Linked DNA regions of Mus musculus: regions 1, 2, 3, 4, 5 and 6 are each linked to region 7. A link is a contact called in public ChIA-PET, HiChIP or PLAC-seq and promoter capture Hi-C data. All regions are on one chromosome and are shown on one strand. The core of a region is the stretch at or near the end of the contact, and the rest is flanking DNA. Distances in the headings are between cores, read along the strand shown.

Region 1 (2,933 bases), core at 276-2,775, 900 kb after region 7:
GGTGATTTTATACCAATTCTGAGTCACCTGGCTTTGCCTCCTGGGCCATTTGTGTCAGACCTTTTGAATAGTGTTCAAGAGGACAGTTGGGTGTCTTGAGGTAGGAAACCTTACAGTGCTGGTGCCAGGGGAGCTGCAGGGAGCTGCTGGGAATTAGGCCACTGTCTAAACATCATAAGTCTGGGGAAATTTGCCTTTGTAATTTTAGTGTATCTTACATGTTTGGAACTTTTGTCTGCATGCATGTATGTGTACCACGTGTGTGCCTGGTGACCATGGAAATCAGGAGAGGGCATTATATCCTTTAGAAATGGCATTATGGGTGACTGTGAACAGCCATGTGGGTGTTTCAAATGGAACCTGGGTCCTTTGCAAGAGCAGCACGTGTTCATAACTACTGAGCCATCTCCCTAGGCCTCTTTGAATTATATATATATATTTTTACATTTATTTACTGTGTGTGTCTACATGCATGTACATACATGCCACGGTACACTTGTGTAGATCAAGACAGCGTACAGGAGTCAGTTTTCTCTTACAGTGAGTCCCAGGGGTCAAATTCATAGCATCAGGATTGGTTACTGCAAGTCCCTTTACCCGCTGAAGCAGTTTTGGTGGTGGTAGTTTTGTTGTTGTTGTTGTTGTTTTAGGATTTTGTTTCGGTTTTGTTTCTGTTTTTGTTTTTTTCCTTTGAGGCAGGCTTTCTCTGTGTAGCCCTGACTAACCTAGGACTCACTATGTAAACCAGACTAGTTTCTAACTCACAAAGATCCACCTGCCTCTGCCTTCCAGCTAAAGGTGTGTTCCACCATGCCCAATTAGCCCTACTTTAAAAAAAAAGGTATTGTAGAAACCTTTTAAGATTTAATTTTTAAAATTATATGTGTGCATGCATGAGCACACTTGGGTGTGGGTGCCTACAGAGTCTGAGCCCCTGAAGCCAGTTACAGGCTATTCTGAGCCAACCAACATGGGTGCTGGGAGTTGAACTCAGGCCTCCCATAAGAGCAGGTGGTGCTCTTAACCACCAAGCCACTCTAGCCCCCAGCCCTGCTTTCTGCTTTTAGCCTTTATATCGCTATTCTTGTCTCTCAGGACCACTCTGTGGCCCACATACCTTCGCTCTGCGCATGGTAGGTTTGTGCATAAGCTAAGGGCAGCCAGCATTCCCAGGTCCAGGAAAGGATAGTCCAGCCCACATCCACATTCACAGACACGGTCTGACCCGAGCTGCTGCTCCTAGGCCCTCTTTCTGTATCTTTCCACTCTCCTTCGCCAGGATGCCTGCCTGGCCAGCCTGGAGATGTATTTGCTCCAACCATCCCCCAAGCTGCCCCACAGGGTGCCTGCCTGGCTAGCCTGGACTTATATTTGTTTCATCAGCTCAGTATATCAGCTCAGCACAGGGCGCTTGGGTGCCTGCCCTCTGCCCCACAGAGCAGCAAGCAGAAGGCTATTAGCCTTGCTGACAGCCAACCCCAGAAGCAGCCTCTGTCATGTGTTTTCTGAAAATCGAAACTAGGTGAGGTTTACAAAGCATTTCCTGGGACGAGGCTGAGGAAAGCCACATGGTGGAGCTTTTCTCTGCTGAACAGTCTACAGAAGGCTTCCAGTTGCAGCCAGGAAGGAGGCTCCAGGACTGCCTTCAGCCACTGCCTCGCTGCCTGAGGGACAGTTGAGTCCCTCTCTTGCTCCCAGGTGAGTCTCCACTCTACACAGCATGATTTCTGGCAGGCCAGAGCACAGGAGCCAATACAGTTGGGCAGGATGTCCACTGAATGAACAGCTGAAGGGGTGAGTGGGTTAGAGTTTATCCCCGGCCCCCTCCTGGGTCTGTAGATTCTCTCCCAGGACTAAACCTACCTACTCAGTGGTACTGAATGAGCCAGCATAGGCAGGCTTGTCCCATCTTCCCACACAAAGGAGTAGGGCAGAAACAGCCTCTGTCATCCAGTGGACAGCAACATCCACATACACTGCAATGTTCCCAAGGCCTAGAGCGCCTGACCCAGCATGGACAAACCTACGACCACAGTTTATAGTAAATGCAGGGAGTGGGCACCCAGTGCAGTTTGCCTGGGACTCAGGTTTCCCAGAGCCCAGGCCTTCTTGGGATAAAACTGGGGTAATGCCTTGCCACACGGATGTGGGACTCTCTGGCTCCCTCCACCTCCACCAGGGTCCTTGTGGTAGAAGGAGGCCACCCCTGGGCAGACCCTAACCTGTGCTCACTGGCTGTGTCATCTGGAGTCAGTTGGCTCTCTAGCTTCGGCTCTCATTAGGGATGTGGGAACTTTGTGAGTTGTATATTGTTCTGGGTCTGTGCTTGACTAGATGCAGAAGTCTGGTGGGAACCAGTTGGGGGGTGGGGGTGGGGTGCACAGAACTAAGGGCCAAGTCCCACCCATCAGTGTGTTATAGGACTCAACGGTCAGAGCTTATGCCCAGAAAGCTCCCCTGATAGCCAGACTCAGCCACCCATCCTCCATGGTCCAATTAAAAACATAACAGTGAAAAGCCGAAAAAGGAGATTTATTTAATGTGGCCACACTAAGAGGAATCCAGTGGCCTCCCCCATTAATGGCCCAGAGTCTATTAGGGGATATTAACATGAGGTTTACATAGAGGTATACATAGCTAACTGGCTTGCCTGGGCTGTAAATCCCAGAGTGAGCTGTTATTTCCTGGAGACAGGCTTCCTCTCTGGCTATCACCAGGCAACAGCCTTCTCCTTTCAGCGTGAGACTCCCGGGGAGTTCCAGTTCTGCTGTTGCTTCCGCAGTCGGATAGCCAAAGCCTATCCTAGGATCTCTTCACCCCTGCCAAGATGGCTACAAGTGCCCTGGCCCCCTGAGGGCTTGCTCGTGCTGCTCTGGTGCAGAATGTCTGGGGTGGGGGTTGGTCGGTGGGAGAGGGCTGGGGAGGGGCCAATC
Region 2 (3,245 bases), core at 656-3,155, 750 kb before region 7:
CTCCTTGCATGGATCAGAACTGTAGAATGTCCTTCAACATCAGCTGCCAATGCCTCTGTGACACTACTGGCCAAAAACTAAGGGTCCTCCTACCTAGAGGTGATTGCTGCCCTTGCCTGACATGGGAAGAAGTTGTTCTTCTTTGGGTCAGGCCTCTCTTGATCACCCTTTCCATAGGGTTCCAAGAGAACACCTAGTCAGCCATGAGCTCAAGACCAACCCAAAAGCCCATGTGCCCTCCAGGTGAGCAGTTTTGGGTCACTCTGCTGACAACATGAACAGAGATGGCTACCCCCAAACTTCACAAGGACCATGTCAGAAAAATCAGGGCAGCTCTGATACCTCGGACCCTGCTGACTCTGACCACTCTATTCTAGTCACTGCTGACCCTCTACCCAGACACTCCCTCTCCCCCAGTCTTGGGGCCCTCCTGCCAACAGGGCCCCTCCGACTAGCAAAATCCCTTTGCTCTCCCAACTTCGGACCCCAAAGGGCTCTGTAACTAGGCCAAGAATGAATGAATAGTAGTATAGCTGGTTGTCCAGGACCCCAGAGCTGCATGCAGGTGACAACCCCTCTTCGTGCCTCGCCTACATGCCGCCAGGCCTGCAGCTTCTTAGCAACGCTGCAAGATGGCGCTGCGGCGGGAGGAGGAGGGGCGCGGGGCACGGCGTCGGTGCCCGGCGCCGCCGCCTGCTCCAAGCGCCCCGGCTGTTCTGCGCTGATGGGGCCAGATGGGGCCAGCCGTTTGTCGCATCGTGGCACAGCTGCAGGCGGTCAGTGCAAAAACAGCACCCCAACCGGTGTAAGCGTGTCCTGACAAGCCACCCCCAAACCTGCGAGTAACCCTGTAACCATGAGTTCCTGGATCCCCCACCTAGTATTTCCTTCCACCATCCGCTACTCAGCAGGACCCCAGCTCTGCACCTCCATGGACACTCCGGTCTGTAACCTCACCTGTGACCCTTGGCCTCCGTGACAACCACCACGAAGTCAGTGACCTCTTGAGATGCCCACAGTCTCAAATCAGCTTCCAGTCTCAGTCGCTCTCCCATCTAGGGCTTGACCCCTCATCCTCATCTCAGCCTCCCCGGACCTTCGACCTCCGTACTCTCCTCTAACCTGCCTGGATGCCCCTGGCCTTCGTCACTCGCAACCATCGGCTCCTTCTTCCAAAACCCCCACCCACTTAGTAGCAGACTTCTTTGGAGCCCCAAAGCCTCGATGACCCCACTGTCTCCATCTCAACACTCCGTGTCCCTCCTCCCTGTCCCGTCCAGTCTCCTTTCCAGTAGCCGAGGCCTGCATACCCTTTCCCTCAGCCCACACCCTTCGTATGCCAAGACCTGCGTGTCCCTTCTCTGCTGTGTCTCCGCTCGGTGCTCCTCAGCTCCCATAGCATCAGCCTCTGTGCCCTCTCCCCAGCCTGCATCCTTTAGTGTCCCACAGCCTGTACCCCTCCTTCTGCCTAGGTCCCCTACCTTTCCCCCAGTCTCCATGCCTCCCAGGCTTCGGCCCCCTCCGTATCATCTGTGCACTCCTACCTCCCCTCCGTGCCCTCAGACTTCATTTGCCCCCCCCCCACCGTAGTCCCAGCTTCCGTGCCCCCTCCCCATCTCTTAGTGTCCCACGACCTACGTGAACCTCCCCTGCCTCTGTCCCCTCTCCGTGTCCCCAGCCTTCGCGCTGCCCAGCCTCTGCGCCCCTGTCTTCATCCCCCCTTATTTCATAGCCCCCCCACCTCCGTGACCCCTCTCCTTCCCTCATTGTCCCACGAACTGCGTGCCCCTCCCCTGCTTTGTCCCAGAAAGTAACCCCCAGCCCCCATCTCCATCCCCCCCTGCTCCCCCCCCCCCACCTCGCGCGCGCTCCCGCGTGTTTTCGGACTGCACCAGCCAGAGCCCCGCGGCGCCGCGGCGGCGGGCGGAGGCGCCTAGTCTGTCGCCGCCCCCACTGGTGCCCGCGCTGCGGCGGTGGCTGGGGGCGCTAGGAGCGGGGGGCCGTGCGCTCCGCACCTGCGGAGGCCGCTGGACGATGATGCCGGAACGCCGGCCCAGGCCGCCGGCGTTCTGAGCTTAAGCGCAGCGCCCGCCCTGGGGATGCTCATCGCGCTGCTGGCCCTGGCCATGTCGTCGTCCTTCTTCAACCCCAGCTTTGCCTTCAGCTCCCACTTCGACCCGGGTGAGTCCGCGCGGCGCCCTCGGAGGCGGCCTTGCGGCTGCGACTGCCCCCCCACCTGTCTCCCTACCGCCGACATGATGCTGCTGGAGCCACGGTTTCCCATTTTGCCTGGAAATTAACCCTTTCTCCGCCCTGAGTCCCCGCAGAAGAACAGGGACCGGCGAGGACCCACTACAGGTCTCCGGAGGTGGGCAGGCCTTGGGGCCAGACCCTGTACAGCCGGCCCCTTCAGCGCTGGCTGGCAGCATCAGCCCCTGCCTCTTTGGATGCCTCCCTGGCACAGGTAACTGGGACAAGAGGGCCTGTGTTGGCCCCAGGTGTCCCGGAGAGAGGTTGCCAGGACTCAGGGCCCTGGGGAGGTGAGGGGTGTTCTGTGAGGCAGGGCAGGAGCCCAGGCCCGCTGTGGAAGCTTGCTCATCCATGTTCTGGTGGAAGGCTCCTTCCTAACCCTGGTGCTGTTTTCTGCAAATCCCTGGCAAGGCAGCGTGCCCATCTCCCTCGGCAGCCTGTGGTGGGTGTGGGGACCGACGAAGACCCTAGCATGAGCCCACCTGAGGTCCCATTCTAGAGAGGTGGTGCTGACTAACTGCACAGGACCTGGGGTCGGGCATCTTGCTCCACCTGGCTAGTGGACACCAGGGTAATGTGTTTACCACAACTGCCTGGCCACGGTGGACAGCTGTGGTGGGCAGAGGGGGCCAGGGCAGCTGTTTCTAATCCTGATTCTGTTTGCTTAGCCTGGGAGGGAGGGGAATGAACCTGTGCCCAGGAGGAGCCTGGAGTCCCACCCACAAGTCCCTGGAGCTTTGGCTTTGGCTGCACAGCCCAAACAAAGCCCGGCTCACATACGATGACTCTCCTGGGTCTCCCTCCTGGAGTGGGGCCAGAATGTGCAGTGATGCACAGAGTCCCCTGGGCAGGGCTGGATCTGAAGGCATTTGCTCCCAGGGAGGGGAGCCGATGGAGCTGTCTATCTGGTATAGGGCTATAAGTGTCCTTTGCTCAGAAATGACTTCCTGGGTGAGCCAAGGGGCTTGGAGGTCACCATTTCACCAGGCAACCAA
Region 3 (2,816 bases), core at 142-2,641, 640 kb before region 7:
CTCCAGACCCATGTAACTACAACTCTAAAGCCTTTATTAAATGATGAATTAAAGTATAATCTGCCCCCGGGACTCCAGCTGAAACCTAAGCAGCCACCCTGGAGGCTTCCATCTGCTGTAGGCAACAGAGCAAGCACAGCTATGAGGGTTTCACAGGCCATTGCCTAGAAAGGCACAACCATGGTTGGTTCATACAATCAGAAACTGTTGCTCTCGAGCAGAGCACAATCCCATTTAGCCATGAACCAGCAACTCCATGTGAAAACCTAGTGGCTGGTGGAAAGCCTTTCACTCACCCTTAAGACAGTTTTGAAATAAAGCACAGCTTTGTAAAGAGGACTGCCATGCACAGGGCAGGGCAGGAATTTCTCTCTTGAAAAAAAAAATGTCACTGAGAACTGCAGCGGACCTGATGCCATCAGGGAGCCCCAGGCTGTGCTGTTGAGGGTAAGGGGCCAGGGCTGTGAGAACCCATGGTGAAGAAATAGGAAATGGCCCGTCCATCTGTACCCAAAGCATGGACATAACATGACACCAGGGGGCTTGCACAAGGCTCTGCAGTTCTTCCATGAGAAACTGTCATTTCACAGATTAGTATGTGAATGCGAGACTCTTAACACATATCAGAAGCAAAAGCAGGCGCGTCAGCCTCCTACACAATTAGTCTTCTCCCTCTGCGGTTACATAAGATGATGGATTATCTGTCCACCCATCCAACCTGTCCGAGCTCGACCTCCCACTTTGGGCCACGTCCATTAACACTCGTAAAGGAGTTGTGGAAAGGGAAAGCCTGTTGAAGAGAAAGTGCCCAGAGGCTGGCATAACAGCACCTAGAAGAGCCCCACGGTGCCACCGCGCCAAGCAAGCGCAGGGCGACCGCCCGCAGCAGCCTGCAACCTCCACGCCGCCCCCGCTCCTTGTTCCCCTCACTCTGGGATGCAGCGGACCAGGCCAGATCGCAGAGCAGCCCAGGCCCTGAACATCTCGGTCCCTCCGGACGCCAGGACAGACAGGCGTACTGAGGGAGCGCGCGGGGGCTGAGCGGCGCCGTCGGGGTGGGGGCGTCCACTCGTGCTCGGGGACGGCGCGGGCCGCGGCGGGCGTAAGGACCCTGGGCGGGCGCGGCCACCTGTGACCAACGGAAGATCGGTCCACCACACCCGCAGTCCGGGAGCCGGTGCCCTGCTCGGGCCTGAAGACCTAGGGGCGACTCGGAGCCGCGCTGGAAACTCACCTTGTAGACATTTTCCGTGAGCCGGTGCATCTCCTCCGAGCGTGAAAGCGACATGGTCCTGGGTCCCGGCTACACCACAGACCAGAGCAGGGGCACGGGTGGCGGTGAGGAAAGCGACAACTGCAGCAACAGGAAAAGGCGCGCAGACCAGGACCACAGAGCGCGGCGCCCGGCGGCCGCTGCTTTTATAGCCGCTGAAGGCCCCACCCCACAAAAACCCCGCCTCCGGGCCCCGCCCCCGCCGCGCCCGGATCACCGCCCCCGGCTGTCCGCCCCCGCCCAGCCTAGCCGCTGCTAGGCAACCGCCAGGCCCGCTCCTGCGCCGTCTTTTCTATTGGTAGATTTCGGAGGCGGGGGCGAAGGGCGGAGCTAGAGGAGGGACTCGGAGGCCGGCTCCGAGCGGCAATTGGTCGGCCGCTGGGAGGCGGAGGCGCGGCGCGCTGAGGCCCTGGAGCTGCCTGAGGGGGTCGGAGCGACAGCCGGGCTGGGGGCGGAAAGCGGGGGCGGGGTGGCGCAGGAAGAGCTAGCGCGGGGTGTGGGCGGTGCGGGTGGCACCGGCGCGAGCGCGCGTGGAGGCGGCACTCGGGAGGCAGCGATCCGAGCTGCAGGCCCTCAAGGGTCCCTCAGGAGTGCGCGACAGGGGCCGGTGGCTCCCGCGCTATTGCAGGTGAGTCGGCGAGGCGTGCGTCGACCCTGGACGGTCTTCCGGAAGGGAGGAAACCCGGAGCCGGAGTAGGTGGAGACGGAGGAAGGTGCTGAACTCTAGCGGGAGAACCCTGAGCCCTGGAGGCAGGATCGGGACAGGGTGGGCCCTGGGGCGGGTGCTTGTGGTGGACTGGTGCTGAACGGAGGGTGGCGGCCGACAGTTGGGTCTAGAATTCCGGGAAGAGGACCCAAGAGAGGAGCGAGGGAGACGTGGAGCGAGTTCCATGGGGTGGTTCGGAAGGGAATTGGGGCGGGGGCGGGAGTTGGGTGGATAGCTCCGGGGGAGGAGCCTCTCAGCACAGCTTGGAATTGCCCAGTAGCTGATGGTTTAAGGAAGGGTAAGGCTTGGCTGAGAAAACTGACCAGGTTGGCACACGGGGTTCCAACGCGGTTCCCTTTGAAGAAATATTTACATCAATTAGACGAACAGAGAGGAATTATTTGCTTTACATTGTAAAACACCAGAGCTGAATGTTTCCTTTTAATTAAACATAACACTCCAGCATCCATTTCCTGGACAGCTGGTTACACCACTCCAACAACCCAGAGGACACAAATCCAAGGCGCGGCTGTCAAGCCTCAGCAGGGGACTCAGACGGCCCCTATTCACTTTGCTACATGTGTAAGGAGAAGGAATTCAGCCCACTGTCCTCTGTTTCCTTGTCGTCTATGTACATCTCTGTGTACATCTCTGTGTATCTGTCTTTTCTTGGGTTCTTCTTGTGACAGAAAGCCAGCTTAAACTAACTGGCTGTCAAATAAGGACTTGTCAATTACTGTTCACTGCGACTGGTTGGTTACAGCTGCCCCTTCATCTCACTTTCTAGTCCATTTAGACCAGCATGGTATGGTGCCTACTCAAGCACACACTGATCCC
Region 4 (3,174 bases), core at 475-2,974, 690 kb before region 7:
GCTGTGATGGGGGGGGGCGGGGGGGGCGCGTTCCCTCCTCCCTCTCTGATCCTCTTCTCTCTTCTCTCTCCTCCACAGCGTCAAGTACTTTTCCTTCGGTTATGCAACATGCGCCTACCAGGGCTTCCTGCTCCCTGAACCTCCCCTGCACTCCAGGGTCCTCTGGGAAGTAGGGGGTGGGGCACGAGTCTTGTTGCCCCCACAGGAGCTGTGCTGGGAGGACTCCAGGGAGTCTTGGAGGAGGCTCAGCCTGGGTGTGAGCTCCTTCCCAAGCTTTAGAGAAGAGTGGTGGGATGAGACCAGACATACTCTGGGTCAGGAAGGAGTGGGCTATTCTCCAGGAGAGGAGCACACCTGCCAGTCACCATATAGGGCTTAGCACTGGCCTCTTGGATCCCACTCATTCCATCCCAGGCATCAACTGTCTGGTGCTGGGGCTCTCTGGTCTTCAGGGCTGAACTAGGCTGTGAGTAGAGTTCCTCCTATGACTCCTGTTCCTCTGGCACAGGGATGGACACACGGACACACACACACACACACACACACACACGTACACACACACACGTACGTCTCAGCTTGGTGGCCAGCTAAGGAACAGTCAAGGTTCTGAAGGCTAGGGTGGACCCTTGCGCCACTGCCCTTTCCAGAGACTTCTCAAGGACAACAACAGGCAAAAGGGCTCAGCAGCAGAGTCTTACAAGCAGAGCCGAGGTGCTGTGACAGGAGAGAGAAGGTGCCAGTGATAATCTGCATCATTTCGTTATCTTGGGACTTCAGAAAAGAGGCACCACTTGGAACGGTCACCTAGGACATCAGCATAAACCAGGCCACAAGGCCCCCTGGGTCTCCTTGCCCTGAGAACAGCACCTTCCAAACTGAGGCCTGAAGCCAGCCCACCAGCAGCAGTTTCTGGGTTTGTAGGCTGCGCACTACCTTTACAGAGGCTTTCAGCTCCCTGGGGTACAGGGCACCGGTGTGGGGCCCGGCCTCATTAGCAGGGTCTGACAGCCTGAGTTAGGAGAGCATGGCGTCTTATTTTTAAGATTTCCATTTACTTATGCACCCCCAGGAATAAGTGTAACCTCACAGGTCACACTTCTGCACCTAGGGGTGGTCCATGAAAAGGGGAGGGGACAGAGCATCAGAGCAGTGCACTTAGAAGGACTTTAAAATCCCCAGCTTGAGGGGGGTGCAGCTAGAGCCCTGGACCACATACCAGCCTGGGATGGCATCACCAGCTTCAGCCTGACCTGGGAGAAGGTCCTAAGGCAGCAGGCAGCAGCACAGCGAAGCCTGCCATTGACATGTGGCTGCCACTTCTGTCTAGGAATAACAACCGACTTCCCTGACCTCCTTTTCCAGGCCACCGGCTCCTCTCAGACAGCCCACAATTTTGCCAGGAAGATCCTGGAAATCTGGACCAAGTGAAGTGTCAACATGCAAGGGAGACAGCAGAGGACAGGGGATGGGTGGTGTGAGCCTGCAGGGGTCTAGTCTCCTCATCACTGGAGTGAGCCGAGCACTCCAGTGTGATGCGACGGCTACACTTTCCGGAGAGCAGAGTAGAAAACACGACCCGGGCCTGCACTGCCAGTACCTTGGCATCGGGCCATTTAAAATGGCATAAAGCCTGTCCCCCAGTGGCCAGGTTCCTGCTGTCCCCACCCACCCCACATTGCCTCACAGCTCCTTGCTTAGCTGGGTGCTATGGAAACAGCACTATAGAAACGCCCAACTGAAAGCATTTAAGACCCACAGAAACAACGCTCCCACTTAGTCACCCAGCACAACAGCCCTGTAATCTGAGAAGACAGAAGTGATTGGAAAGTGTGTCTCCTCTGCTCCAGAGCCAGCCGGTGACTCAGAGCAGGAAAGGATGTTCCAGAAAAATCCACTGACCACTGAGGCGCCCCCATAACTGTCAAACCCCTGGGCTGCCCAAGGTCCCCTCCAGCTTATGAATGAGTTCATGAGGCTTGGTCCCACTGTTAGCACTTGGGTAATGACTCCTTCCCAAGGAGGGAGACAACTCAGAAGCTACGCTATGCTGGGAGGGGTGGGGGTGGGGAACAGCAAGCACCTCGAGTTCCATGTTGTCTGAAGTCACTGGGGACCTGAAGCCATGGAAAGACCTTCTCTAGTCTGAAGGGCCTGGCACCCAGGGAAATGTAGGAGACAGCAGATGTTGCTCATGGGTGGACAGGGTTGGCTGGTGTTTCTGTGCTCAAAGGCTGGCAGATGGCAAGACTGGCTATTCAAGTACAAGGAGCACTGCTACAGACTAAAATGTCCCCGAAAGTTAATGTGTCAGAAACTCAATCTTCAAAACCACCTGCCGACAGAACCAGGTAGACTCAAGCGAGGGCTGCCCCCGGGAGGTCCCCGGAGCTAGGTGTGGTTAGGGGTGTCCCCAGGACAGCATGAGTAGCTTCTTAAGGACAGGACCTGGCAGTCTTCCTCATCTGACCATGTGATGCTGACCATGTGAGACCTCACTGGAGGCCAGGCCTGTACTTGGCTGACTCTGAGATCCAGAGCTAACAAGACCTTCTGCCCTGTGTGCTGGGGTGAGGGCACATCGCCTGCACCACATCACACCCTGGGCGGACCAGCCTCTGCTATTATATGCTGTGAAGATCTCAGCTCTGGTTATTTTGTGTTTGCTTTGTTAATTACACAGCCCTTTAAATAGAAATGAATTGCTCCCTCTCTCAGGCCCTTAGAACAGGCAAATCCCACAAAGGTACACAAATGAAGACTCCAGAGGTGCCAAAGCCACCGGAGCGGCCCCTGTGTCATGGTGAATAGACACCCAGTTACCTAGTCTTGGGAATCCTCGTGGGGGTACAGTGAACACGGCATCAGCACCCTCTAAGGCAGGCACCTGTCCAGAACATGGACTACTTCCTCTTGTAAAACAGCCAGCCCTTCCCCTTTCATGTCCTCTCAGAGAGGACCGAGGACAGCTTTCCTGCAGAGAACCTGGCATGTTTTCTGCCAACAGTAGGTCCGTGTACGGACAGTGGGTCAGGCAGAGCCACTAGAGCCTTCCACAGGGTCACATTGATTTCAGAGTGATCTTGACTGGAGTGAGGCCTGCCTACCAACTTTCAGCTGATTTTCTCTGGGCTCTTACCTTTTGGGGGCTCCAGCATGAAGCTGTGCCTCAGCTGC
Region 5 (2,816 bases), core at 69-2,568, 770 kb before region 7:
TCCCCAGATTCTCTCCAAGGTCAGGCCCTGGAGGAATGACAGTGCATTCTGTTTTACAGGTGCCAGCATCTACCCCACAGGCCCCGCGGACCCCTGCCCTCCTGCCTCTGAATCATCTCCAGAGCAATGGCAGTCTCCAGAGGACAAGCCACAGGTCTGGACATGTCCGTGCCTGGCTGGCCTAAGCTTCTCCTCAGCTTTGGGGTCCTTTGTTTCCTGAAAGAGCCCAAAGGGCTGCTGTTGTGGTGTGAGACAGAGGCCTGCTGATCTTGCTATGGGGAGGTCTCAGATCCACTCTGAAATCCTGCCAGTTCACATTCATTAGGGGACAGCAAGGCCACAGGCTGCTCAGTGTGACACTGGGCCGGAACCTTTCTCCTTTGAGGACAGCACCTGAGTCATGTGCCAAGTGGTGGATGCACTGGCCCACGGGGACCATGGGTGCGTGGGGTGACTTAGCTACCTCTGGCCTGACCTCTCTCCCTCCTGACCTGTCTACTACAGGACATCCATTCCCAGGGGGAAGCCAGACAAGACCTGGCAGTGTCAGGCTCTTCCAGGGGCAAGGCCAGGGCCAGAGCAACCCTGGACGATCTTCTGGACACACTGAAGCTGCTGGAGGAGGAGCCAGAGCCGCTGCCTCACCCCAAGGCCTACCATAAGGACAGATATGCCTGGACTGACGAGGTGAGCAGGCGCTGGGCACTCACACCATCCCCTGCAGGGAGGCCTCCATGCAGGTCAGGGGAGCATGGGCCACCATGTTCCTGCTTTAGTTGAGACCTAACAAGGTCCAGCTGTGCCTGTTGACTCCCTCCTGTCTGGTCTCCTTGAGGTTGGGACACAGTGACCCAGGAGGGTACACACCTCTCCTGCTGTGGCAATACTCTCAAAGGTCTGAGCACCTAGGGAGGCCACGGCCACAGCAAGGCCTGCCCCACATACACACACACACACAAACACTGCCCCTGTCCCTGAGGGACCCTAAGTTCTCAGGCTCCTCTGAGCCCCCAATGCTGGCCCTGCAGGAAGAGGATGCCAACTCCCTGACAGCTGACAACCTGGAGAAGTTTGGGAAACTCAGCGCAGCCCCTGGCCCCCCTGATGACGGGACCCTGCTCTCGGAGGCCAAGCTTCAGAGCATTATGACCTTCCTGGATGAGATGGAGAAGTCAGGACAGGAGCGGCCAGCACCCTGGCGGGAGGTAGTCAGCCGCCACAATGGGAAGTGATCATTCGAAAGGCCCCAGTGCAGCCTCCCTGAGCCCCAAACAGAAGTGAAAGCCAGCAGGGCCGCCTTGTTCTGCCCTGGCATCCTCTCTAGAGGTCATCCTGTCCACGTGGGTGGTCTGTGGTCTGTGTCCTGAATGAACAGCGGTGACCACAATGAAAACAGGGATACGGCTTGTTTTCATGGGGCAGGAAGGTCAGGAGAGGGCAGACCAGGCCTCGTGGTCTGTGTTTGAGCATCGAGGTATAGGCCTCCTCTGCACTGATTAATAAACCCGGTCTCCATGGCTGACCTGTTGCCCAGGTGTCCCACATAGCTGTCCCCTCGCAGCGGGGTGGGACAGGGGGCATGTAGTGACTCCCTGTGGAGGGTGGGCATCAGGTAGGCAGTAACTGCTGGGTGGCCTGCCTGAGGACTGCCATATCCTTAGAGCCTGGTGCTAGAGGCGGGCTCAGGATCCGAGGGAAGCACGTCTGTGATGCGGCTGAAGCTGGAGCTGGAGGAGAAGAAACAGGCCATGGCTCTGCTGCAGAGAGCTCTGGTGAGACCATGAGCTGTCATCCCAGGGCCACGCTGGGACGGGGCCTGACCATGAGCCATCACCCCAGGGCCACGCTGGCACGGGGCCTGCCAGCATCTTGCCCAGGGGTCAGAGCCATTGCTGCCCCACACGGCAGGGATTCAACACCACCATCTCCTGTCTATCCCCCCTCCTCCCACAGGCGCAACAGCGTGACCTCACTGTTCGACGTGTTAAGGAGACAGAGAAGGAGCTGACCCGGCAGCTGCGGCAGCAGAAGGAGCAGTATGAGGCCACCATCCAACGGCACTTGTCCTTCATTGACCAGGTGACAGTCGGGGACGCAGTGCTGGCCCACTGAGGGACCGGAGGGTGGACACCAGATCCTCACCCTACCCCTATCACAGCTGATTGAAGACAAGAAAGTTCTGAGCGAGAAGTGTGAGGCAGTGGTGGCCGAGCTGAAGCACGGGGACCAGCGGTGTCGGGAGCGCGTGGCCCAGATGCAGGAGCAGCACGAACTGGTGAGCTCCTTGGCCGATGCCAGGCTGTGATGAGGTCCCTGGGGCAGTGGCAGCCCTGGCTATCCTGGAACTCACACTATAGACCAGGCCAGCCTTGAACTCACAGAGACACCCGCCTGTCTCTGTCTCCTCAGCATCCACTACTGCCTGGCCTGCCTTTGTTCCCTTGTTTGTTATTTTGGAGGGAGTTGGGGGCTGGGAGATGTGTGTGTGTGTGTGTGTGTGTGTGTGTGTGCGTGTGCGTGTGCGTGAGCGTGTGTGTAGTCCTGTTCCTTCTTCTTGAACTGCATCCAGGTGTTCAACAGGGACAGGTGCTGAGGCGTGGACAGCCACATCCCAGGTCAGCATGCACAGCCTACCTGGCCCTTCACACAGGACATGCCATGGACTCAGGAGTCCAAGCCTGGCCTACTCCAGTGGCAGGTGTCCTGGGTGACAGAACCTGCTCAGTGCAGCTGCACCAGGCTCCTCCAGCTCCCTCCTGATTGGCCTGCAGATGCTGGTTAACTAACTCTGACTCAGCCACCTGGCTATGCTTCTC
Region 6 (3,107 bases), core at 219-2,718, 670 kb before region 7:
GGGTTCATAGGAAAGGGCTACAGCCCCTGACAGCAGGTGTCCAAGCAATGCCTGGTTGCCAGAGTTACTAGGACTAGGTCTCCCAACGCTGGGAAGGCCCAGCTGAGCAAGGGCTAAATGCTGCTTGTCCCCATTACTATAGGCACAGCATCCCCTGCTGAGAGCCGTTGCTCAGACAGCCCCATCTTCTGAGCAGCAAGGGTGAGCGAAGCATGAAAAAAATAAATAAGAGAAAAGAGCCCCCAGGGTCTCTGAGTAGTAGGTCCCTGGTGGTCTCCTCACAGAGACAGAGGGCGCACTGCCCTCTGAGATTCTTCCACCAGGTGCCAGGATGGGTGTGGTGGCAAACCTGCAGGGGTCCCAGCCAGACCCCAAGTCATGCTCATGCAGCCAAAGATCAGTGCATAGTCCTGTGTCCTAGATCTCAGTGGGTTCCCTGGGCATTTTGTGGAGAAGCCAGCTGGCAGGAATAAGGGTCCAGGAGAACTAAGTTTGCTTTACATACCATCAGGGACTCTGCTCCTGGACCCTCCAAAGTAAGAAAGGAAAACACACACACACACACACACACACACACACACACACACACACACCACCAGAGGTGCCAGTCAGTCAAACCCTTGCAGGTTCAGGAAACTGGATCCAGCGGCCACAGGACCCCATGTGAGCCCCAATTTTAAGCAGCATCTGAAGACCATCCCAGAAGGACACATTAATAAGCACAGCTGTAACGTGGCCACTGTGTTCTCTGCTGGAAGAGAGACAGGCTTCCCTCAGACCATGGGAGTGGCTGAAATGCTCCATATGCAAAGTCTTAGAGGGTGGCAGACAGGGACTGCTTCTCTGTAGTCAGCAGCCCAGGTGGAGTTGCAGGGTCTGGAGAGGAGGCACCTGCATCCCCTGTGTGATTGGAGATGCTATAGCTTCCTAGAGGTCAGTTTGCCCCCAGAGCACAGTAGGAGCCTAACAGTAGGAGCCCTGTGCTACTGGCTTGTCAACAGTGGGTGCTCGACTGCTGAGCACCCCAGTCATTCTGAGAGGAGGCAGAACTGCCATCCTCTCCGCAGTAGCAGAGGGGCTCTATGCCAAGGGGTCAGCTGCTCAAACCTGGCTGGAAGCACACATTACCTTCCAGAGCCTTCTGAAGCAAATATCCATAATGCTCAATTATTCTGGTGGCTTCTAGAGCGGAAAGGCACCTCTGAGAGCTAATTAGCATACGCCTGAACAAGGCCCGAATATAGAGCTCTCATTAGGTGAAGACAGACAGCTGAGGGGGCTGCCAGGGCACCGTGCTGTTAAAACCACCGGGAGGCAAGAGGGGCGGACAGGAGGTGAGACAGTCAAACCCTCCCTAACCTCCCCCCCTCCCCACTGGACAGTTACCAATCCTGCCTTCTCTCAGCTACTCTCCACACACTGGTTCCTCAGACGCTCTTCGCCCATCTATGGGAAAGCCAGAGTGGAATGCGGCCAAGGGGTGACCAAGAGAAAAATCAATGGCTGTGTTGCCATGGTGATAGCGGTAGACAGCAGAGCTTATAGTCATGTTGTTCTGAAACAGAACAAGTCCAAAAGCCACCTCAATGTCCATGTTGTGACAACAGTTGTACCATGGATACTAGGGACTCTGAGGAAAGTAGGGAGAGGCAGGGCCAAGTTCAGGCTGGCATCCAATGTCACCACTGTCCTGAGTCACTGACCACTATTTCCATCTTGCCTGCTCAGGTTCCTGGACCAGTGTCATCCAGGGGACTGCTCCTATCTGAGGATTTTCAGGCACCTTAGTCAGTTGTGGACCACATGTCTTCGAGTCATTGTACAGAGGCAGCTGCTGCACAGGTCCCACTGTGGCAAAGAGACAAAGATGTTGGGACAAGACCTAATGTCCTCCCCATATAGGTGAGCAGTCAGAATCTTCCGAGGGAACAGGCTCTCGGGGCCACTCCCTGCCCTTGTCCACTAGAGATCATCTCAGTGAGACCTGCTGGTCCTCAGTCCTGTCTGACTCTTCTTCTACCTGGTGTCTGTAAGGAGACTCAGGTCTGACTGGAGAAGGAAGTGACCATGTCCCCACTCCCATCCATGGCGCCTAAGCTCCTTTGGTAAAGCAAACTTGACCCTTTGTGTGAGAAGCCAAGCTCCTGCCCACAGTGGACACATAGAGTCCACTATCTTCTTTCTGGGTAAATTTACCCCTTAAAATCAGCCGATCCGAGGGAACAAGCATACCTCAAAGGCTGGTTAGCAATGTTGCTTTGTCAGCCTGGTACAGCATCAACTCTGAGTCCTGAGCAAGCGTCACAGGGTAGGAAGCCCGACAGGGACAGGCGCCCAGGCCATCAGCACTTTCACATGCTCAGCAGCACCAAGACCTCAGAACTCTAGTGTCTAAGCAGAAAGAAGTACTACTGATGTGGAAGACACCAGCAACTCGAGCCGAAGTCCATTCTGGGATCCAGCTACCCTGGGGATTTGACAAAAGTTCCAGCAGACAGACAGACGGGGGGTGAAAGGTGGATGGGCAGCTCAGAACCTTCCTGAGGGCTGCTGTCCCACAGACCAGCGCCTGTCTGATGACTGGGCTCCAGTCTGCCTTTCATCTCTTCAGCATTCACTGTCCTCTGACACTTCAGAGACGCGTCTAGCATTCCTAGACATTGTGTGGATGTGGGACTGTCTATGCCATACTCACTTCAGCTCGCAGGCTATCCAGGACATGTCTGAGCCCATTCTTCAGTGATACACTACTTTCATGAGACTCCAGGTCAGGAATCAAGTGTTTCCAATATAAAACTTATACCAAGGATGATGTAACACAAGCCCAGAGTTGTTAAAAGATTTCAGTTATTAAAAAGATAGGACCTGTTACTGTTAGTTAAAACTCGTTTTTAGATTTATTTTATATATACACAAGTGTTTTGTCTGCATGTGGATATGTGTACCAGTCAGGCCCACAGCTGGTTGTGAGCTAATATGGATTCTAGAAGCTGATCCCAGGTTAACTGCTTAGCCATCACTCCAGCCCATTTTTTAGTTTTTTCACACAGAATCTCATGTAGCCTTGGGCTATATAATCATACTGTCTGGGCTCCCCCAGTGCTGGG
Region 7 (2,927 bases), core at 62-2,561:
TACATCTGATGAAGTAACAAACAGTGCAATTAAGCTGCATTTTAAACAGTATCCCCAAACTATAATTAGACTCATTTCAACAGGCAGTATGAAATGGAGACTTTCCATTCTTTTCTTAGGAGGTCATTAAAATCCACGTGTACTTTACAGCAGAGATTGCAAAACCACCCTTAAAGTCAGGCTTGCCAAACTGCATGAGCACCAGGAATAAATCCTTGTGGAGTGAGAAGGCAAGAGAACTTGGAACTCAGTTGTTTAGTCCCAGAAGGGTGGCCAGCTCTGTGTCTTCAATCGTTTACCTGGTCTGGACAAATCCTGATACCAGAGCAAGAGCAGAGCTCTCTAGGGAAGGAGGTGATAACTTGTTTTATTTATTTATTTATTTATTTATTTATTTTTGGGCGGACATACTGCAACCCACAACTTCTCCATGAAAAGATAATCTGGTTATAACGAAACATATCTACACAAAATGAGGTTTCTTATAGTAGCTTTAAAAGATTTGTGTTAGTGTGTGTTTGTGTGAGTGTGGCCCCCACAGAGGCCAGAAGTACTGGATCGCTTGGAGCTGGGGAAGACAGGCTGTTGTGAGTCACACGGTCTAAGCGCTGGAGCATAACAAGGTTCCCTGGAAGAGGAGTAACGGCTCTTAACGATTTAGTCATCTTTCCTCAAAAGCAGAAAAAAGGAAAGAGGCCAAGTGCAAATGAATGTTTGCTAGAACTCGGGGTACGGCTCGATCCACCCTCAGAAACAAACAAAACAGACAGACAGACGTGCCCCAGTAAGGAGCAAAGCCCTTGTGGAGCCTACGTTGAAAATCAGGATTCTTCAGAGTGACTGGGGTCAGCGGCTCTGAAGGATTCTCAGATGTGATGGCAGCTTAGGCGGCCCCTGCTCTCCCCTCGGTCCCCACTGATTTCCCCAGCCACCCCGGGCGAGCAGCTTGATTCTCCCGCCGCTTAGCGCTGCGGTTGCCATGGCAACGCAGTCAGCTGCGAAGGAGCGCGGAGCCCATCGGGCGGTGCCATCTTCCCTTGCCCCGTACCCTCGGGGACACCCTGGCGTCCGTCTTGCTCCTCCCAGAGACCCACATCCCTATCCCGAGCCGGCTGCGGACATCCAAGGAGCCGAGAGTACGGAGAGCCGCAGGCGCTTAGCGACGGCAAGCCCAGCCTCTCGCCGAATCCCGCGGAGCGCGGAATATCGCGAGACCTGGAGCGCCGTGCCTTCCGCCCCTCTTGACGCTCTTCCGCGGCGCTGCGGCGCGTCACTTCCTCCCGACCGGGCCGGCGGCGCGCGCCTTACATCCGGTTCCCGCCGCGGCTTGCAGTTGTCTTTCTGCGGAATCCGGATCATGGCGGCTAACGCCACGATGGCGACGTCTGGCTCGGCGCGGAAGCGGCTGCTCAAAGAGGAGGACATGACCAAAGTGGAGTTCGAGACGAGCGAGGAGGTGGACGTGACCCCCACGTTCGACACCATGGGCCTGCGAGAGGACCTGCTGCGCGGCATCTACGCCTACGGTGGGGCGCGGGCCTCGAGGCGGGGGAGGTTGGGGGCCGGGCCCCGGTAGGACGGGGTTAGGCCCGGCGGCGACGAGCGGCTCCGCCCCAGAGCTCCGGCCTGCTCCCCCGGGGCTGCAGTCAGCCAGGCTCTTCAGTGGCTCGTGTAGCGAGCGGATCGCCATGTGTGTCCCCCGAGGTGCCCCGAGCTTTGATGGGGAAGTCGCGGCTCTAAGTCTGGTGGGTTCTCGCCTTAGGGAGTTTAAAGCTTTCTAGGGAGGCGAAAAACACGAAGCCAAAGTGCTTCAGGCGGTGGGAATTGGGAAAACAAGAGAATGAGCAGCTGGGTAGAGTAGGTAGATTGGTAGGGGACAGTTAAAAGAGCCGAGAGAGAGCTCCCAGAGGCGTTCATAATCACCAGGGTGACCCTGGCTTCTCGAAGCCATGGCCAGACCTGTGCCAGGAACAGAAAAAGAACCCCCTGTCATGTTTTAAACGCCTGGGTAAAGATTTTGAGATTCATTCCTAAATACCGCTGGAAGCCACTGCAGGGCTCTAAGCAAAATTGACAGGATCGGGCTTACAGTTTGAAAGTTTATCTTGGTGTCTGGATTTGGAGTTAGAAGAGGAGGCGGGGGTGATGGCCGGACTGTAGAAGAGAGATGCTGATGTTGTCGTTGAGTTGGAGCTGGATTTTTTTTTTTTTTTTTTTTTTTTGAGTGAATGGTCGGTCATGCTGCTGGTGTGTGTTTAGGAGCATTTAAGGGAGGCCAAATGAGCTTTGTCTTTTTGTTTCTGTCCTTTTCTTTTTTCCTTTTTTTTTTTGAGACTTTCTCTTTGGAGCCCTGGCCGTCCTGGAATTCTTTGTAGACCAGGCTGGCCTCAAACTCAGAGATTCCCTGCCTCTGCCTCCCAGATGGTGGGGTTAAAGGTGTGCCACACCAAGCCAGGATTGTTGTTGTTGTTGTTGTTTTGAGGTAGGGTCTCTACCTAGCCCTAGCTGCCCTGGAACTCACTAGACCAGGAAGATTGGTCCCTCCCATTTTTAATGATACCCAGCTTGGGTTTTCGGTAATCCCAGATGTAGGCAAGTTGGCAGCCAAGAATAGCATTACAAGTCCTGTGTTGAGCTGGCAAGTGTCACTAGCTACATCTTAAAAGAGTGTAAAAATAAACTACAACAAGCCAGTCTCACAGCTTTAATCCCAGCACTTGGGAGACAGAGGTCAGTCTACAAAGTGAGTTCAAGATAGCCAGGGCTCTGTTACTTAGAGAAACCCTATCTTGAACAACCCCTCACCACCCCCCCACCACCCCCACACACACCAAAGCAAACCAACAACATCTTTTCTGTATAAATTATGTCTGCTTATTTGGAAAGTACTTGTGTTTTTGTTGTTGTTTGTTTTGAGACAGGTCTCT

The links. Promoter capture Hi-C pulls out the DNA fragments that hold promoters and counts their contacts. ChIA-PET counts read pairs in DNA pulled down with a chosen protein or histone mark. HiChIP or PLAC-seq counts read pairs in DNA pulled down with a chosen protein or histone mark.
Region 1: a contact with region 7 is called in an HNF4G HiChIP or PLAC-seq map of pancreatic cancer cells. The contact joins the promoter of Lgals3bp here to the promoter of Eif4a3 in region 7. A contact is called at or near these places in 1 of 484 Hi-C or Micro-C datasets (B cells) and 2 of 115 datasets of contacts at active chromatin or transcription factors (embryonic limb bud and pancreatic cancer cells).
Region 2: a promoter capture Hi-C map of erythroid cells shows a contact between it and region 7, with 3 times the contacts expected there. The contact joins the promoter of Aatk here to the promoter of Eif4a3 in region 7. A contact is called at or near these places in 7 of 39 promoter capture datasets (embryonic stem cells, erythroid cells, hippocampal neurons and 2 more) and 6 of 115 datasets of contacts at active chromatin or transcription factors (acute myeloid leukemia, embryonic stem cells, forebrain and 2 more).
Region 3: a contact with region 7 is called in an RNA polymerase II ChIA-PET map of memory CD8 T cells, with 169 read pairs. The contact joins the promoter of Baiap2 here to the promoter of Eif4a3 in region 7. A contact is called at or near these places in 5 of 39 promoter capture datasets (the C10 cell line, cranial neural crest, embryonic stem cells and 1 more), 3 of 484 Hi-C or Micro-C datasets (cerebral cortex and embryonic stem cells), 15 of 115 datasets of contacts at active chromatin or transcription factors (T-cell acute lymphoblastic leukemia, astrocytes, bone marrow-derived macrophages and 9 more) and 1 of 9 other capture datasets (embryonic stem cells).
Region 4: a promoter capture Hi-C map of liver shows a contact between it and region 7, with 2.9 times the contacts expected there. The contact joins the enhancer-like site here to the promoter of Eif4a3 in region 7. A contact is called at or near these places in 4 of 39 promoter capture datasets (cranial neural crest, frontonasal cranial neural crest and liver), 2 of 484 Hi-C or Micro-C datasets (bone marrow-derived macrophages and group 2 innate lymphoid cells), 5 of 115 datasets of contacts at active chromatin or transcription factors (bone marrow-derived macrophages, embryonic forebrain, large pre-B cells and 2 more) and 1 of 9 other capture datasets (macrophages).
Region 5: a contact with region 7 is called in an H3K4me3 HiChIP or PLAC-seq map of bone marrow-derived macrophages, with 4 times the contacts expected there. The contact joins the enhancer-like site here to the promoter of Eif4a3 in region 7. A contact is called at or near these places in 3 of 39 promoter capture datasets (embryonic stem cells, liver and pre-B cells), 1 of 484 Hi-C or Micro-C datasets (CD4 T cells), 5 of 115 datasets of contacts at active chromatin or transcription factors (bone marrow-derived macrophages, embryonic stem cells, large pre-B cells and 1 more) and 3 of 9 other capture datasets (adipose tissue, embryonic stem cells and liver).
Region 6: a contact with region 7 is called in an HNF4G HiChIP or PLAC-seq map of pancreatic cancer cells. The contact joins the enhancer-like site here to the promoter of Eif4a3 in region 7. A contact is called at or near these places in 7 of 39 promoter capture datasets (the C10 cell line, embryonic stem cells, hippocampal neurons and 2 more), 1 of 484 Hi-C or Micro-C datasets (bone marrow-derived macrophages) and 5 of 115 datasets of contacts at active chromatin or transcription factors (T-cell acute lymphoblastic leukemia, bone marrow-derived macrophages, embryonic forebrain and 2 more).

The regions. Positions count from the first base shown.
Region 1 is chr11:118,400,551-118,403,483 of GRCm38.p6, reverse strand. It overlaps Lgals3bp (lectin, galactoside-binding, soluble, 3 binding protein), which reads left to right and starts at 1,525. Exons shown (of 6, transcript NM_011150.3): 1 at 1,525-1,698.
Region 2 is chr11:120,045,805-120,049,049 of GRCm38.p6, reverse strand. It overlaps Aatk (apoptosis-associated tyrosine kinase), which reads left to right and starts at 1,905. Exons shown (of 14, transcript NM_001198785.1): 1 at 1,905-2,181. The coding sequence starts at 2,100.
Region 3 is chr11:119,941,667-119,944,482 of GRCm38.p6, reverse strand. Baiap2 (brain-specific angiogenesis inhibitor 1-associated protein 2) reads right to left here and starts at 1,391. Exons shown (of 14, transcript NM_130862.4): 1 at 1,235-1,391. The coding sequence starts at 1,288. Gm11767 (a long non-coding RNA gene) reads left to right here and starts at 1,389. Exons shown (of 5, transcript XR_001780400.2): 1 at 1,389-1,901.
Region 4 is chr11:119,987,846-119,991,019 of GRCm38.p6, reverse strand. All of the region lies in intron 6 of Baiap2 (brain-specific angiogenesis inhibitor 1-associated protein 2), which reads right to left. Among named protein-coding and RNA genes, the nearest start is that of Mir3065, 25 kb to the left of the region's middle. Within about 2 kb of position 1,724, at least 161 of the 459 cell types and tissues checked have an H3K27ac peak or open chromatin away from gene starts, as enhancers often do. A contact at or near this core is called in bone marrow-derived macrophages, liver and pancreatic cancer cells, where this site is marked.
Region 5 is chr11:120,069,748-120,072,563 of GRCm38.p6, reverse strand. Cep131 (centrosomal protein 131) reads left to right here. Exons shown (of 26, transcript NM_009734.3): 11 at 60-154; 12 at 505-687; 13 at 1,029-1,205; 14 at 1,662-1,772; 15 at 1,954-2,079; 16 at 2,159-2,275. Among named protein-coding and RNA genes, the nearest start is that of Cep131, 16 kb to the left of the region's middle. Within about 2 kb of position 1,318, at least 24 of the 459 cell types and tissues checked have an H3K27ac peak or open chromatin away from gene starts, as enhancers often do. A contact at or near this core is called in bone marrow-derived macrophages, where this site is marked.
Region 6 is chr11:119,968,637-119,971,743 of GRCm38.p6, reverse strand. All of the region lies in intron 3 of Baiap2 (brain-specific angiogenesis inhibitor 1-associated protein 2), which reads right to left. Among named protein-coding and RNA genes, the nearest start is that of Gm11767, 27 kb to the right of the region's middle. Within about 2 kb of position 1,468, at least 36 of the 459 cell types and tissues checked have an H3K27ac peak or open chromatin away from gene starts, as enhancers often do. A contact at or near this core is called in pancreatic cancer cells, where this site is marked.
Region 7 is chr11:119,298,427-119,301,353 of GRCm38.p6, reverse strand. It overlaps Eif4a3 (eukaryotic translation initiation factor 4A3), which reads left to right and starts at 1,311. Exons shown (of 12, transcript NM_138669.1): 1 at 1,311-1,526. The coding sequence starts at 1,358.